Regions from separate parts of the Rattus norvegicus genome. Here region 2 is linked to region 1. Evidence: chromatin contacts called from public Hi-C data. All regions are on one chromosome and are shown on one strand. Each heading gives the region's core, a stretch centred on a gene start, on an enhancer-like site or on the middle of the called end of the contact. The rest is flanking DNA. Distances are from core to core; before and after follow the strand shown.

What was found. Hi-C and Micro-C count contacts between places; a contact is called where the count stands out from the background.
Region 2: a Hi-C map of psoas muscle shows a contact between it and region 1, with 1.6 times the contacts expected there. The contact joins the enhancer-like site here to the promoter of Tnrc6a in region 1. A contact is called at or near these places in 2 of 12 Hi-C or Micro-C datasets (liver and psoas muscle).

The regions. Positions count from the first base shown.
Region 1 is chr1:187,074,667-187,078,798 of GRCr8, reverse strand. It overlaps Tnrc6a (trinucleotide repeat containing adaptor 6A), which reads right to left and starts at 1,255. Exons shown (of 25, transcript NM_001395157.1): 1 at 1,096-1,255; 2 at 723-770. The coding sequence starts at 1,100.
Region 2 is chr1:187,122,825-187,126,687 of GRCr8, reverse strand. It overlaps Tnrc6a (trinucleotide repeat containing adaptor 6A), which reads right to left. Exons shown (of 25, transcript NM_001395157.1): 6 at 2,639-3,863; 7 at 1,211-1,387; 8 at 290-465. Among named protein-coding and RNA genes, the nearest start is that of Tnrc6a, 47 kb to the right of the region's middle. Within about 2 kb of position 2,272, at least 1 of the 93 cell types and tissues checked has an H3K27ac peak or open chromatin away from gene starts, as enhancers often do.

The DNA of each region.
Region 1 (4,132 bases), core at 6-2,505:
GAGGTAGTATTTGATGCTTAAGTTACCAGTGCAAAAGCACTCAGGCCCAACAGAAGTGATAATCACTTACTGGGAACAATTGTTAATTACTTTCCCAGCTGATAAAAAGAGCACACACTGAACATAGACTAAAATGTAGTTTCAAAGGAAAACAAAACGCAGTTTATACTTCATGAAGTTCAAGGACAAAACTGTTTCCAAAGCAACAGAATCCGCCTGACTACAATGTGCAGAGACAGGGAAGAAAAAAATGCGAACACATAGTATCTTTTTATAAAGGCAACAATTTAGCTACAAAGTAATAACGGGGAAGCCAAAACAGTTTGACAGCCCGCCATAAGGGCCGCCTCAATCATGAGTCACACAATGCCTGCAACCATTTACAATAGTAATTAATGCACAAGTCCCCTAATTAAATTCTAAAAGGGTGAGAATGCTTTAACTAAGTTTACAAGAACTGCCTTTTGCTTTTCTTTTTAAGAACGAACACACTCGTAATTACGCGTCTCCCTGCAATGCCCCCCCCCATGCAATATTCCCTGAGGCCGTTTCTCCGGAATGTCTGTTCCCTGAGTGCGAAAGCAAATGACACGGGGTTGGGGGGTGGGGATGGGGATGGGGTGGGAGTGGAGGTGGGGGGGTCCGTAAACCCAGGAAGAGCGAAGCAGAGTGGAAACACGCGATTATAAAGGGGCGGGAGACTGAAGGCTCGCCCATCTTACCTGCTAAGATTTCTCTCTACGTCTTTGGTAGCTTTAGCTTCCAACTCTCTGAAATAGCAAACAAAAACAAACAAAAAAAAAAAACGGGGGGAGGGGATGCGCGTGAAAACGGAGCTGCTGCGGCAGAGCGCCCGCGCGGTGGGGGAGGGGCGGGGCTGCGGGCTGCAGCGCTGCGGGCCGCCGAGCCCAGGGCGGCGGAGCCCAGAGCTGTAACCCGCGCGGTACCGAAGCTTCCCGGACCGCCCGTGACTCCCGCCCAGGCCCGCGCCCTCGGGGACTGCCCCGCGCCGCCGCCCATCAGCCCGAAGGGTCCTGCGGCAGCGCTGTAGGCTGGCTCCTGGCCCCGAGTGAGCCTCCCCTCCGGTCCTCTCACCTCATGTGTGTAAAGTGCACTAGCGCGTGGGGCGCGGGGAACGAGGCTCGCGAGCCTCAAGCCCTCCGCAGCGCCGCGGGGACAGGCCCGAGCCGCTGCACCAGCGCCATTTTCTACACCGTCCCGCTGCCGCCGCCGCCGCCGCCACCGCTGCCGCCGCAGGCCCCAGACCGGAAGTGAATGCCCCACTCGCAACCCCTTCCGGGGGCGCCGTGGCCCCGGGGGCCCCCAAGATGGAGGCCCTAGCAACTAGGCCTACTGGACAAGGCAGGCACTTGGCAACTGTCTGACGCGGCCGGGACCTTGCCGGAGCTGCCGGGGAACTCCGAGATTCCCCACGAGCGGCTTTGGGGCCTGGCAAGAGCGGGGCGCAGCCTTTCTCGCCGAAGCTATCTCGGGCTTGACTCCGACCATCCCCTCCTCCTCCTTTACTGCGACACAAGTTTCCTTCCCCTCTGCCCGGCCCCTCCCTTACAGAAACACTCCTTAAAAAAAAAAAAAAAAAAAAAAATCCAGCAAACCGCAAATTCCACCCCTGCCGCGGCCAGACTAGCCCGCGCCGTTTTTTAAATTCACCCACATCTAATTACTTTTGACCTTCAGCCAGATTATTTAACCTCTCTATTTGTGCCTCTTCTCAGGTGAAGAATGAATACCAGAGGCTTCGAAACGATTTTGTGCCTCAAAATTTTACACACCCTTGACTCAGCAATTCCACTTGCACGAATTTCTGCTCAAGAAATAACCGTTTGGGGTATCACTTTTAAGAACTTCACAATCGAGATATTAACTCGAAGCACTAAAAAGATTGAAAAACTAACTGCAACCAGCTACCAAGTCCAACGTTATGAGGTGGCATTCAACGCAACTACTTGCGGTGCCTGGGGTGTTGGTTACAATAAAAGGATGAAAATGCAGATGCCATACTAGTTCTCAGAAAAACATGTGAACACCCAAACATGCTTATATTTGTGGACACTGTAAGATACATCTCTGTAGATAAAATATGTAAATCCACATGGAGATAAGATACAGCAATATAATATGTGAAAATACAATTATTACAACTACTTTCTAAAATTACAGTGTAGACACATACCTGAAAGAAAACAGTAAGATACATACCTAAAGGTTGATGCAGCAATATAATACATTAAGACATAGTTATTATAATGCACATGGGTGTGTAAATATTCAATGCATAAATATAATATCTGCATAAATCTGCATATAATCTGCAAAAAATTTCTTCTCTACCTAAAATCTACTCCCCTTTACTTTCTCAAACTCACTCGGCAGACTACTTCCTTTTGCTCTTTTCTATTCTAAGTCCTTTAACTGGTTTAAACCTGCTCCAGTCTCTCCTATGAAACAAGCTCTGTGATTGTCTGGCTCTGCTCTGAGAGGTGTGTTGTGGTAAATAAGTTAATGAATGGATGAATGCCCAGAAAGGAATTAACCAACGTGTTAACTTCTGTTTCGCATTTTTCTTCTTTTAATGTTCTTAATTTTATGAACCTATAAACATTTTTTGGAAAAAAATTACAAGTTGTAAAATGAAGAATACTAAATAAATGCTAGTAATTTTTACATTTTAATGTTTTTGTTTTTGTTTTTGAGATGGGGTCTACTCTATAGTCTTGGCTAGCCTAGAACTCTCTATGTAGGCCAGACTGGACTCAAACACAGAAATCTGCCTGCTTCTGTCTCCTGGGTGCTAGTGCTCTACAATATCAATCTATCTATCTATCTATCTATCTATCTATCTATCTATCTATCTCTACATATACACACACAGAAAGGCAGAGAGAGAAAGAGAGAGAGAGAGAGAAGAGCCCTTCAATTTTAAATAGGCCAAATCCCAGTTAGGTTCTTTGTTAAATTGATACAAACTGGAGTCATCTGGGAAAAGGAACTCCAATAGAGAAAATGCCCCCATAGAATTGCCTATAGATAACATTATAGGCATTTTCTTGATTAGTAATTGATGTGGAAGGCCCCAGCTCATTGGGGGTAGTACCAACCCTGGGCAGGCTATCCCAGGTTGTATGAGAAAGCATGCTACAAGTCATGGTGAGCAAGCCAGTAAATAGCATACTCCTCTATGTCTCTGCTTTAGTTTCTGCCTCTAGGTTCTTCCTGGAATTCCTGCTCTGATTTCCCTGTATGGCGGACTATAAACCATAAGCTGATAAACTCTCCTCCCCAAGCTGCTCGTCAATATAGTGTTCATCACAATAGAAGACAAGCTAAGATAGGACCTTCCCGTCGCCTTTGTTTCTGTCAGTTCCTGTGATTACCTCAACACCCATCTTCTCCATTCTCTCTCCCTTGCCTTACCAAGAAGGTTAAGTGACTAGACTAATTCACAAATTATAATTTTGGAAGGTAAGGATTTTTCCTCTTTATCAAAAAGCACAATTGGGGCTGGAACGAAGAGCTCTATAGTTATAAAAACACTGGCTGCTCTTCCAGAGAACCTGAGTTCAGTTCCCTACACCCACATGGTGGTTTACTCTATAACTCCAGTCCCAGGATAGTCAATGCCTTCTGGCCTGCTTAGACACCAGGCGAGTGTGTGGTACACAAACATATACACTGGAAAAACACTCACACACATAATTTTTGCAATGCTGAATATAGTAAAAATAGATGCTAAGTAGCACTATGCCCCTGAGCTATATCCCCAACTTTTATTTTTAAACTTTAGAATGTCTCCACATTAATAAATAGAAAGAACTTGGACACATGTACTTGTAGACACTTTCCTGGAAAGAGTGTATTTACTTCATTTAATTAAAATTTCTTTAGTACTTATTGTATACTATTCTAAACTGTTCTAAGTACTTTATACAAATATTAATTAGACACTAATTGTTGTCTTTGTACCTCCCACTGAGGTAGGGTATTACCCAGCCCCTGTGCCAAAAGGTGTGATTAATTTTCCCCAAAATCATGTAATAAGTGATTAAGAGTGTGTGTGTGTGTGTGTGCGTGCGCTCACGCGCGTGCATTTGTATATTTATACAACCCCTTG
Region 2 (3,863 bases), core at 1,023-3,522, 47 kb before region 1:
GATTTGCCCTTCTCTTCATCCTCACCACTGCTGGCACCACGTGGGGCTTGTTGCCCCAGGCAGTACTGGTGGAGCTGAGGAGTAGAGAAATCCTGAGCTGTAGCAGTGGGGAGAAAGGAAGTTCCCATGGTCTGTTTTTCTAGGTAGCTGCCCATTCAAGAGGCTATACCTAAATTGGGGGCTGCCTGGACTGTACTGACTGCCATAAACGGGCAGATAGATTAATTTTCTGTGGGTAAACTACCTTGGAGATTTGAAGTTGCAAGAGCAAAGCTCTTGAAATGTTTACCTTGGATGACATTTTCTTGGTATATGGTGGCCAGTTTAAGGATGAGTTAAGCTCTTGAGATGAGCTACTGTTCCACATCCCAATCTCTACATCCTCCTCCTCTTCCCAGCCAGTGGGGCGACTTCCAGGCAATGGCGTGTCCTCACCACACCAGCCATCTTGCATAGATTTGGGTCCTGATTTGTAGATTTATGATACAAAGGCGAACAGAATTTATGAAAAAAATTCTCCAAGAGTCAGGCATGTTTCAAAGTACAGAGACATAGGAGCTAAACCATACACATCTTTACTTCTCAAATGCATGTAACAGAAAAGGTGCTTTTTGACTATATTCAAAGACACTGGAAAGAACTTATTTAAACATCCAATGAAACTTTCCATGTCTTCATAAATCTTAGGATTTCTAATCATGAGCAATAGTGGTTTCTTATGCATACCTACTTGGTTTTTTAAAATGATACAAAGAACAGAGGGTGAATGAGGTGGAAAAGACAATTGTCTATACTATTATTCTCTACAAGGCTGTTCAAAGGGTACTGAAGCCACAGTAGAACAAACATCTATCTCTACACACACAGGCCTTGGGGCTCCCATAATGTGTCCTGAGCCCAACATGGTAGAGGAACAATATTCATGTACATTTCAGGGTCCTTCCCTTCTAAGATTTGATGGTTTGGACACGTGTCTCACATTATATTATCTAGTCTCTCAAGCTGAATGGCATAAAAGCTGCTACATTCAGTTTTAAATAATCAAACAAAAGAATTTAGATTTAGTGGAGGATATGTAAATTATTCTTAGTTACTTTTGAGAAATACATCAGTAGTGACAATTTAGAAGCACTAGCCCATTTTTTAAATGTAGTTCATGAGTTTATCATCAGCACTACAAAATGGCTGCTAACAATCACAGATGACTTACCAGATTTGCTTAATGATTGTGGACCAACAGAGTTGGAGCCCCACGTGGATGCACTGGATGCTGCAGTAATGGGTTCTCCCCAGCTGGGACCACTGTCTATGGGCTTGCCCCAGGCTGAAGTACCATTATCCACAGTCGTGGCTGGAGTAGAAGGCTCTGCCCAAGGCTCACCCCAGCCTTTAGAAAGCATGGGAAAAAAAGTCATCAGCATAGACATTAGGAAACACCTTAAATAAAGGACACAAGGAAGAGGACTTGGGAAGCGAGATGAAGAATTTCACATCACACAACTGAAAAATGATGCTGTGACAAGCAAGAGGCATATTTTGTGAAGAACACAAATTATTCTGCATTAATATAACTGTATAACGTTTTAACCTTTTCTTTCAAAACTGCCATCTGGTGTAAGAGGAGACTCTTTTGAATAATTTAATATAGCAAATCATCTTCCTAAAAACGTCAGGTTCTTCTGAACCAAAGCTTGAGACCTGAGGCAGGTGCAGTGTAAAGTTACACTAATTACATTTTACTGAAAGGACACTCTTCCCATAGCACTGTAGTGGACAACAACTGACTATGACTACCATCAAGTAAACAGCCAGCCTACCTTATACACACGGGAAAAGAGGTCTACACTTTCCCTAAGAGTTAAACATAAATCAATAGAATAGGCTTGTATTTCAAAACAAAACAAAAACCCCACAAAATTAGGCACTAAAAGAAGAATTCCTGAAAACATTACCAGCTCTCTAACCAATGCAGCGTTACTCAATAAAACTCCCATTAACGGGGTTGGGGATTTAGCTCAGTGGTAGAGCGCTTGCCTAGGAAGCGCAAGGCCCTGGGTTCGGTCCCCAGCTCCGAAAAAAAGAACCAAAAAAAAAAAAACAAAAACAAAAAACCTCCCCATTAACAAAGGCATTGTGGGCCTGTCACATTTACAAAATGTTGCCCTATCAATTTACAGAGAAAAGACTTTGCTCAGTACAGGAGAGGAAAGGTCGAGCATACTAGAAAGCAGTGCAATGCTTCAGATGCACACACTGTATCCAGTTATCTGAGTAGATGCTGACTTCATGCCTCATTTAGGAAACCCACTAAGGTCAAACATAATATCAAATATCCAGAGTACTGTACTCAGGCACTTGGCTTTATTGTACTTCAATAGTGAAACCACATTATTAAGGCTTGGTTAAGAATACCTAAATAAGTACGTAACTCTGCCACTCAGTCCCTTCTACTACATTCCTAACAGAATAGGGCAACACTCCCAAGACAGAGCTGTTGCCTGGTAGACTTCACCTCTAGGTCACAGCTGAAAGGCCTTGATGTGCACGCTCAAGAACTGTGATACACAAATCTTATGACTGCATGTCAACACAAAGCTTGCTTCCACAATACCACTGCACTCCACATAGGAACGCTTACCAGAGCCACTGCTGGTCTCCTTGCTTGAGATGGCACTTGCAGCCGGCAACAACCGGTGCATCTGTGCTTGCTGGTCTGAGCGGCTGCTGCCTTCTGGGATGTTTTTATTCCACATGTTCACATTTTTGTAGTTGTATTTGCTTGGATCTCCCCAAGCTGAAGTTCCATCATCGATCTCCATTTTTCGTCGTATAGACTCTGGGGATGGTTCCTCCCAGCCTGTGGGTTCTTCCTCCTTTGCTGGAGCAGGAATAGGTCCCCCAAGCCAGCCTGTACCAGGAGGCTTGCTGGTGGCTGGTGGGATTCCCCACGATCCAACAATGTCTTGTTGCTTGTTCCAATCTGGAGAACTAACTGGTTTTGATGAATCTCCCCAACCTAGGGACTGATTACACTTTGGAGGGTCTCCCCATCCCTGGGAAGAGTTAGGTTTAGAAGATTCATCCCATCCTGATGAGTTATTTGGATTTATATTATTTCCCCAAGTAAAAGAACTAGTTTTACCAAGTTCGTTCCAACCAGAAATGGACCTGTCGCTGTCACTGCCTCCTGAGCTGGATTTCTTATTAGCCTCACCCCAATGGTTACTCCTGGAAGATTCTCCCCAGTTATCACTGGCAGAAACGGACCAACCTTGGCTTGACTTTTGTCCATCGCCCCAGCCTTGTTTGTTCTTTTGCGAATCATTCCATGCAGACTTGTCTTCTTTGCAATGCCCCCACTGATTGCTCTTGATCATTCCTGTAGCAGCAGAATCATCTTCCCACCCCCCCTGGCAGTTTGAGCCTTTGGAATCTCCCCACCTCAGAGTAGGTTTGGGATCACCCCACCCTGATACAGATGAGGTATCATTACTATTAGGGCTAGTCTTATCTGTACATGCCCCTGAGTTAAAAGTCTGTGTTGCAGAGCTTCCCCAGGCCTCTGTCCCATTGTCAGTCTTTCTTTCCCCTCTTGGTGATGTCTCTGTATCCCAGGCAGTATTCTGCTTAATAGGAGTCTGTCCCCACCCAGAATTGGATAGGACACGTGGATCTAAGTCAGTTCTGTTTACAATGCTTTGGAGTAATGTGTGCTGATCAATTTTTCTTCTATCTCTACTCTGGCTTTCCCCGGTTACTTTTTCTTCAAGGCGTCCAGTGCTCTCTGCACTACCATCACTCTCCACTGTGCCTCCTGCTTTGGCCCACACACTGTTTTGCTCATTCGTCTGAGATGTGCCAGA